Regions from separate parts of the Mus musculus genome. Here region 2 is linked to region 1. A link is a contact called in public ChIA-PET data. All regions are on one chromosome and are shown on one strand. The core of a region is the stretch at or near the end of the contact, and the rest is flanking DNA. Distances in the headings are between cores, read along the strand shown.

What was found. ChIA-PET counts read pairs in DNA pulled down with a chosen protein or histone mark.
Region 2: a contact with region 1 is called in an RNA polymerase II ChIA-PET map of memory CD8 T cells, with 114 read pairs. The contact joins the enhancer-like site here to the promoter of Rpl34 in region 1. A contact is called at or near these places in 1 of 39 promoter capture datasets (the C10 cell line) and 5 of 115 datasets of contacts at active chromatin or transcription factors (the SCID.adh cell line, effector CD8 T cells, embryonic stem cells and 2 more).

What each region holds. Positions count from the first base shown.
Region 1 is chr3:130,728,449-130,732,627 of GRCm38.p6, forward strand. Rpl34 (ribosomal protein L34) reads right to left here and starts at 1,950. Exons shown (of 5, transcript NM_001005859.3): 1 at 1,870-1,950; 2 at 781-854; 3 at 603-702; 4 at 300-403. The coding sequence starts at 845.
Region 2 is chr3:130,945,344-130,949,522 of GRCm38.p6, forward strand. No RefSeq gene overlaps it. Among named protein-coding and RNA genes, the nearest start is that of Gm36520, 96 kb to the left of the region's middle. Within about 2 kb of position 2,153, at least 170 of the 459 cell types and tissues checked have an H3K27ac peak or open chromatin away from gene starts, as enhancers often do. A contact at or near this core is called in the SCID.adh cell line, effector CD8 T cells, forebrain and 1 more, where this site is marked.

The DNA.
Region 1 (4,179 bases), core at 700-3,199:
ACCATCCAAGACTAAAGCCCTTCACAATCTTTTCTACCTTTGTCTGTCACCTCCTCAATCAGCCACCCAAACCAACACTGTTCCCTAACCCTCCAAGACCGTCTCCTCCCCAGCTGCCTACGAGCGATCAAACACTAACTCAGCATCTCTTTCCTGTCTGCTCTCTGTAAACCAAAGCTACTTTAAAGACACCCCCAAATTCTGACACAACAGGAGCACCTAGCAGGTGTCAAGGGGCGACTCCAAGCTCACATGCCGTGTGACAAACACCCAGCTTGCCTCGGCCCTCACTCACTCACCTGTCACGGACACACTTGGCACACATGGAGCCGCCATAGGCCCTGCTGACGTGCTTCTGTGTCTTAGACAGTCTCATAAGGACTTTGGGCCGCACAGCACGAACCTGTAGAACAAAGACCGTGATTACCTTAAGATGCTCAAGGAGAAAGACATTTATTTCCTAGTAACTGGGAACTGGGTTACAAAGGGAAGTCTGCTTTTACTGGGAAGCCATTTTGGTCATTTCTCACATTGGCTACTTCGGACTAGAGATATCAAGTCCGCCTACTGAGGGATTAAAACTCTATCAAAAGGACACTCACCCCTCGAAGTCTGCCTGGGCACACGCCACATGCAGATTTAGGTGCTTTCCCAACCTTCTTGGTGTAGAGGTAAACAATCCTGTTGCCAGGGGTTCGAGACCTAGGAAGGGAGATTGTAAGTAGCTCAGCATACTAGAGAAAGCGATTTGAAAGTTATTTCAAACTTGCAGATACTTACAGCCTAGTTTTGTTAGAGGCTGTGTTGTAGGAAAGCCTACGGCGGTATGTCAAACGCTGGACCATCCTGAGTGCCTACAATTTAGAGAGAACACAATCACCTTTCACCATAATAAAGGCCAAAGCGTCACCACATAAAATATCTTACATTCATATACACACTCATTCACACCGTGCTCTTACAAAGGCCCGGTTCTAAAGAATCCCACATTTAAACTAGAGATGAAGAGCTCCTGGGCTCTAAGACAGTATTCCCCCCTAATTTATACAGCTACCAGTAGGATGAAGACACCGAACTACCCCAGTGGCGGCAGCTGGTAAGGCGTCATGACAATCTAGGTCTTGTCCCAAAACAGCGTCCTGGAGAAGTCTTGTTTACTACTAGGGCCGGGTTTCGTGCTGTTTCAAATCCAACTTCGTTCGTTCCTTAGCAGACCAGCTACTAAAGGACTCTCCAGCCCGCAGCAGCGATGCTGCATTTTGGACTCCAGACCGTCAACGTGCCAGACAAACATTCTACCCGAGAGCTTCACACACAGGCGACTTCGTTTAAATCTCAAGCCCTGGGACGAATGGCTGGAGTTGATTAATAAGCGCTACAGGTGACCTGTCTTCCACACCTTCCCAACACCCACTTTACGTAAAAGGAGCCCAAACGCCAAGCGCGACCCGGACCAGTGCTAAGGACCCTGAGCCGCCACTGCTTGATTCGTATCTTCCTAACCAAGCCAGCCGCCGCCGCCGCGTCCCGCTCGCTGACTAGCCACCATGGCAGACAGCACCAGGGGAGCAGCCGGAGGCCGCGCTCCGCTCGCTCTGCGCTTCACGACCACGACTCGGTCTCTCGCTCGCCGTAGCCGACGGCCAGGGTGCGCGCAGCTCCGGCCACTCACCGCTTCGGAAGCCGGGTTTGATCTCGGGCTTCCCGAGTCTACGAGCCGAGGCCTCGGCCGGTACGCACCTCTCCTCGTCCCTCACCACCGACCCCAGCGACAGTCCCGACCCCAAGGGCGTCCCGCCCGCCTGACGCCTCGGATGGCTACGGATCGTAAACGGTAAAAAAACACAGAGCAGAAGAAGGCCACCATACCTCTGAGCACCGTCCCCGGAAGAGGAAAAGGAAGGGGCGGGTGAGTTCAGGGGTCAAGTGTGACGGCGCCGGACAGGAAGTACGTCAGGGAAGGCGGCGCGTCAGCGAGCGCGCCGCCATGTTGTACGGAAGCGGACGCGGGGAACCTGTGTGGATGGCGCCGCGTTGAGCGGCGGATGTGTAGTGCGGCTTCCGTAGGCGGGTGCGTTTTCTAGCCCCGGTAGGAACGTCACGTGAGAAGTTAGGTGTAGGGTCCCTGGTGGGAGCAAAAGCGAGTGACAGAGGAGGCGTCCCCACTTCCATAAGAGAAAACAAGGGCCACGATGCCTTTATCCTAGGGTAATTAGACCTGGTTTAAAATCTTTATGGCGTCCTGTACATAAGGTAGCCCGGGCCCTTCTGCTTCCCGGCCTCTTCTGTTTTTCAGCCAGAGCACACACTTTACAGACTTTTAACCAAGCATTTGCTAATTACTAGCTATCTCACTTTGGGCAAGTCCGCAAGTCTCTAAAAGGAAGATATTAAATACCCCTGTGGCGCTCTGATCAAAAGATCTCCCAAAGTTAAAGCACTTAACCTGCAAGTCTTACAGAGAGCAAGAACGCTATAAAGGGTGGTTAATTTATGATTGTGTGCAAACGACTATTTGAGACTTTGCCTGGATGGTAAAGTTTTGTCTGCAAGATGAAGAGGAGGACCAGAGGGAGTCAGCGACCTCCAAATGTCTATGTGAACGTTTACACTATGGGTCCTTGTTTTTCATCATGTTGTCAAAAGTAATGAACACCTTCCTTGGACTTGAAAGAAGAGCCCATTATCACTGCCATCTTTGTCAAGAAACTAGGTAAACCGCTCTGACTATATCCTTTCCTCGGGTCTCTCTCAAATAGCTGTCCGTATGCATGCGCCTGCGGTCTCTGTTCTTCCCACTGTGGAATCTCTCCAGTCTCTGTTTTAGGCGTTGGATAAAGGCTGGTGTAGAGAGACAAACCTAGTTTTGAATAAATGAATGAATACATTTCCTTATTCATTTTTAAATGAAGACATGCCAAGGCAAGATCATCAAATTAAGCCGGGCAGTGGTGGCGCACGCCTTTAATCCCAGCACTTGGGAGGCAGAGGCAGGCAGATTTCTGAGTTCAAGGCCAGCCAGCCTGGTCTACAGAGTGAGTTCCAGGACATCCAGGGCTACACAGAGAAACCCTGTCTCGAAAAAGCAAAAAAAAAAAAAAAAAAAAAAAAAAAAAAGCAAAAAAAAAAGAAAAAAAAAGTCATCAAATTAATGACCTAAATGTTTTCACCCAGTCCATTCATGTTTTCATTGCATAACATGTAATGCCCTGATATAATCAGCTACCCGCTAACAACCACATGGTTAATAAAGTGTTCCACTCCATGGAGCGCTACAGATTCTGACGAATAATGGTGTAAAAGGAAAAAGAGTCGACACTGAAAACCTTCCAATCTCTCCATCTTGATGCAGATAAACATAGCCACACTTAGAAATCACATTAAAAGCTGTATCTGCAGCTCATTTCAAATAAGAGATGCAGTTAGGAATGTTCCCTCTCCCCTTCCCTTAGTTAAATCCACATCAACCCGGTTATTAATTTAAAAAAATAGTGTGGGCAAAAACGGATAGCCCACGATTTTATCTTACACAGAGATTGCTGTGAGTTCGAGGCTAGCTTGATCTATATACATCTGCTCAGTGAAATTCTATGTAGCAATAAGAATAAAAAATAATTGGGCAGTGGTGGCACACATCTTTTGTCAGATCTCTGTGAGTTTGAAACCAGCCTGGTCTTCAGAGCATGTCCCAGTACAGTCAGGGCTACACACAGAAAACTGTCTCAAAAAACAAAACAAAACAAAAATTATTTTTGAAAATTTTAAAAAAGACTATGGATGAATGGTATAAAAATTAGGTAAGAGACAGCATATATGTAAAAGAACATGAGAAGAGCGACCTTGAACGGTCAGAGGTCAGCACTGTGTTATCTTTGGAGAAAGAGGGAGGAAGAGAAGGCAGAGGACCTATCTGGAGTGATGATCATAATGTCTTGACTTCTGGGTTAAGTTTGTGAATCTGTATGGAGTTATATACTTATCACTCATGGAAACATTTCAATGATTGTATCTACAGGATCTTTGAGGACAGGGCTGGAGAGTTAAGATCATTCACTGCACTTCCCGAGCACTGGGTTCAATTTCCAGCACACATGGTGGCTCACAATCACCCTTGGGATTTGATGCCATCTTCAGACTTTTGTGGGCACTAAACACACAGACAGTACAGACATACAAGCA
Region 2 (4,179 bases), core at 903-3,402, 220 kb after region 1:
GATTAAAAAAACAAAAAAAACAAAACAAAACAAACAAACAAAAACACAGTGTATGCTGTCTAGATCCTTATAAACATATTTCCTCTTCATGAAGACAACTGTCACACTTCCTTCCCTGAAGTGTATGCTGTTAAGCTTATTTACTTCCTGGTACTCAGAATAGGTTTTTCTCCAGCAGTCTGGGAAGGCAGCCGGGTGGGTGGGTGGCTTTGGGGCCCACACTGGACCAGCATCTGAGTCGCAACAAATCCCATATTGTCCAGACCCTAATGAAATTGCTTCTGGCGTCGCCAGGAAAGTGTTTACTCGCCTCTAAATTAACTCCATTGTCCATCCGAGAGAAGAAAGTAAGTCAGCTATCAAAAGGGAAAAAAACAAAAAACAGAAAACAAAAAATGAGGCAGGCACGGAGTTCTTGCTTACAGCAGTAGGTTTTATTGTTTTGTTGTTGTTATTTTGGTTTTAAAGGGTTGTTTTTCCACAAGTTCCTTTATGTCCTAAGACAAAGTCCCTTCTCGTGGCTCTCTGTCCCGTAATGACATTTCTCAGAACAGCCTTGGGCTCCTGGTCGCTGTCCCGTTGTGCGCCACCACCACCCCTCCCCACTTCATCCCCCATGGCTGCACGCAGAAACCTTTTCCTCAAGTGATGGACTCCTGTTTTGCAGCCAGTCAGCACCTGCTCTCAAAACCTGATCCCTCCCTGGTTTGTTTCAAGTGGAGCCAGGGGATCCGGACTTAATTAGCAGTGATATATCTCTCATACTGATCAGTTCCATCCAGCTTCCCCCTGGGGCCCCAGATTTGTCTCTATTTGGAATCCCCGTGCTTGCTGGGCGGCTGGTGTTTGCAGTTAGCTGGCAGCCGCTCGCTCGCTCGCTTGCTCGCTTGCTCGCTTGCTCGGAGAGCACGCCGGGTGGGAACACTCGCCGGGTGGCGGAGCAGGCAGCCTTTGGCGGGGCTGGGGAGGAGACAAGTCCTGGCGGCTTCCTTCAGCCCAGTGCCCACAGCCAAAGGCCAGGCTGGGAGACAGCCCCTCCTCAGACACCGGAAGAGACTCGGGGAGGCTGGGAATGGCTGGAGACGGTGGTCACCCTCACTCAAGGAAGCTCCGTGGCATGGCAGAGGCCTGGATGTCGCGAGTTTGCAAATGGCCTTTTGGGCTGCTGAGGAAGGATTTCTTTCTTTCTTTCTTTCTTTCTTTCTTTCTTTCTTTCTTTCTTTCTTTCTTTCTTTCTTTTTCAGGAGGGGAAACCGCCTCCTGCTCTGTACCATCTCGAGCCAAAATAACATGTTTTGGCAACCATTATTTGGCAATTAGGGCCTCAGCTCACTGAAAGCATTCTTCCATGCAAAATATGCCTTGGAAAGAAAACACTAAACCACATCTGAGTGAAAATATAGGAAGTCAACAAAGGGGTGACTGAGCAGGGAGAGTCAGCAGGAGCGCTTTGGAGGAGGGCGCAGTTGGCAACTAGACCTTTCCATTGCCCTGACTCCAACTCTACCCCAGTCTAGGCAAGGCTCGAAGACTTAGCATAACAGCATACTGCGTGCTGGGCTCCATTCCCTGGCCCCCCAAACAGCCTTCCCGGCAGGATCTAAAGAAAGGCAAAAGATAGGGTATGTCTGCAGGTCAGTTCACCCCACCCCCCAGCCACCCCCACCCTCCCAGCTACACACATATACAATCTGCAAGACTGAGCAGGGGACGGGAACAACGGGTACAGGGACCCTTCTAGGTACTGACTGACTCCTCTCTCATCCTAACACTGCTCCCTTTCAGCCAGTGTGAGAGCAGAGAGATTGCTCTTCCCACGGTCCCATGGAAACCGCATCCTTTGATAAAGAGAACCGCCAAGCAGGTTAACATCCATCAGGTACAACCGGACAGAAGCAAGGAGATTATGACTCAGGGCATGTTGCGTTTTCTGGTGTGTTCCAAGCATATGTGTTGCCATATGCTCTGGTCTACTGTCACACACAGTCTGCTGTGTTCATTCTTTACTGTCCTTGCTCAATTCCCCGATCTGTTGCCTGGTGAGAAACTGTAAAGATTGGGCTTTGAAGGCAGGAAGCAATACCCAATTACACCTTGCACACAATAATACGCCTCTACAGTGGGCCCGACAAAACCACATCCTCCACTCAGCTGTCACAGCGTAGGGCAGACACAGGGCCAAGACACCTGGACTCCCCTCCCTTGTAAACACAACTACCACCTGTAGGCTAGCTCCAGAAGAAATGTTAGTGGATGTCCTGTGGACAGAGACAACCAAAGTGGTTCTCATCACTCTCTCACTGTGTAGCTAGCTCATGAACATGTTAGGTTTAATCTTACAATTCTTAATGACACATCCTTCCTTCATTATTAGAACAATTTTTCTAGCATTGAATGTTAGCATAGGATAACCCTGGGCTGCTTCTGCCCAGCCATGGAATGAACTGAGGCAGGGGGTGTTCCTAGAACGTGCAAGGATCCCTTTGTCTCAGTCTCCTGGGTTCCTGACTGCCAAGATTATAGCTATAATTTAACGTACCTGTGTTACTAATATTTAGATTCTATAGTTATAGTTTAACAATGGTGAAGTCTATTGTTTAACAGCTGCACCCATTTCTACAGGGTAAGTTTCATGGGATCAAATAGTGAAGGATTTTTTTTATGTGTACCCTGGTGTGAGTTTATGTGTACCATGTACAGCAGGTGTCCATGGAGATCGGAGGGTGCAGGATCCCCTGGATCTAGATTTACAGTTGGCTGTGAGCCACCTGATGTTGGCACTGAGAATGAACCCAGGTCTTCAGCAAGAGCAGAAGTCGTCCTTGACTGCTAAGCCATCTCTCTAGCCCTATCAGTGGGCTATTTCTAACCGAAGCAGAGAGAGCGTTTTCTTTTCTTTTTTCTTTTCTTTTTTTCTTTTTTGGTTTTTCGAGACAGGGTTTCTCTGTGTAGCCCTGGCTGTCCTGGAACTCACTCTGTAGACCAGGCTGGCCTTGAACTCAGAAATCCGCCTGCCTCTGCCTCCCGAGTGCTGGGATTAAAGGCATGTGCCACCACGCCCGGCTGGTTGTTGTTGTTTTTGTTTTTGTTTTGTTTTGTTTTGTTTTTGGTTGAGAGCGTTTTCTTGTTTTCCATCTTTTTATAATCATTCACAGGATCACTATGATTTGTCCATTGCACTGGGGTTTCTGAAATCAGCCTTCAAAATACAAACTATTGACATTTTCAAATAAAAGCACTATATTTTCAGTTAGTGTTCCAAGTTTAAACAGTCTAGCAATCAAAGGCCAACATGTTTAAGTGTGGCACACCGTCTTCTATTTTATGGGAACTATCATTTTGCACTAATGTTGCCTCTGTTTACCCGAGTGAAGCCAGATTTTCAGTGTTTTTCACTTGTGTATTGTCCCTCTCACCAAAGCAAACGTGGGGCGGCAGGGTAAGCCGGGCCACACAGGCGGAAGAAGGGCCAGCTCGTCTCTTCTCTGGCCAGCTCTCCATGTCCCTTCCTTTCTGGATAAGTCATGGAAGTTTGATGACATGATGACCAGCACATTTTGCCTTGACTTTCTTTTGAAACCTTTAGAAAGAGTTCTGTCCACAACTAAACTTGGTGCCTCAAACCTTTAAAGTACATATTTTTTTTTTCTTCTGGGGGGACATTTCAACATTTAAAGTTGTTTGGGGGCCAGTGTTTCTCAAAGGAGCCGATCTGTGCTCAATGTTCTTACCTTTGGAATGCTGCTCTCACGGGCAGGCTGTGCACAGCAGGGGCTCTTAGAAGGCAACATGTATCCAGTGACAAGAGTAATCCAATGTCACAAGAAGAACTTGTGACAGATATAGAAATTACTGTGGATATGTTTTAATTACCTTTACGGATGGCAGCTAGAATATTTTGCCAAAAATATTGTTTTGTCCCCAGCTTGAAAGCATTCTGACCCCAGGGGGGAACAAAAACAGAAGTAACTTCATTTTTGCCAACATTTGAAAGGACCACAGTTGAGAGAATCTCTTCTGTACTATATGGAAGCATCACCTGTCAATTAAAAGCCAGTGGCCTATTAACTAAGGCAGGAAATTGGAGGCGGGAGTTCCTGTAGGGAGAAGTTGAAACTCTGGGATAGAGTTGGACTTGGGAACAGACCCACCTTGAACTCTGAGGAGACGGATGCATGA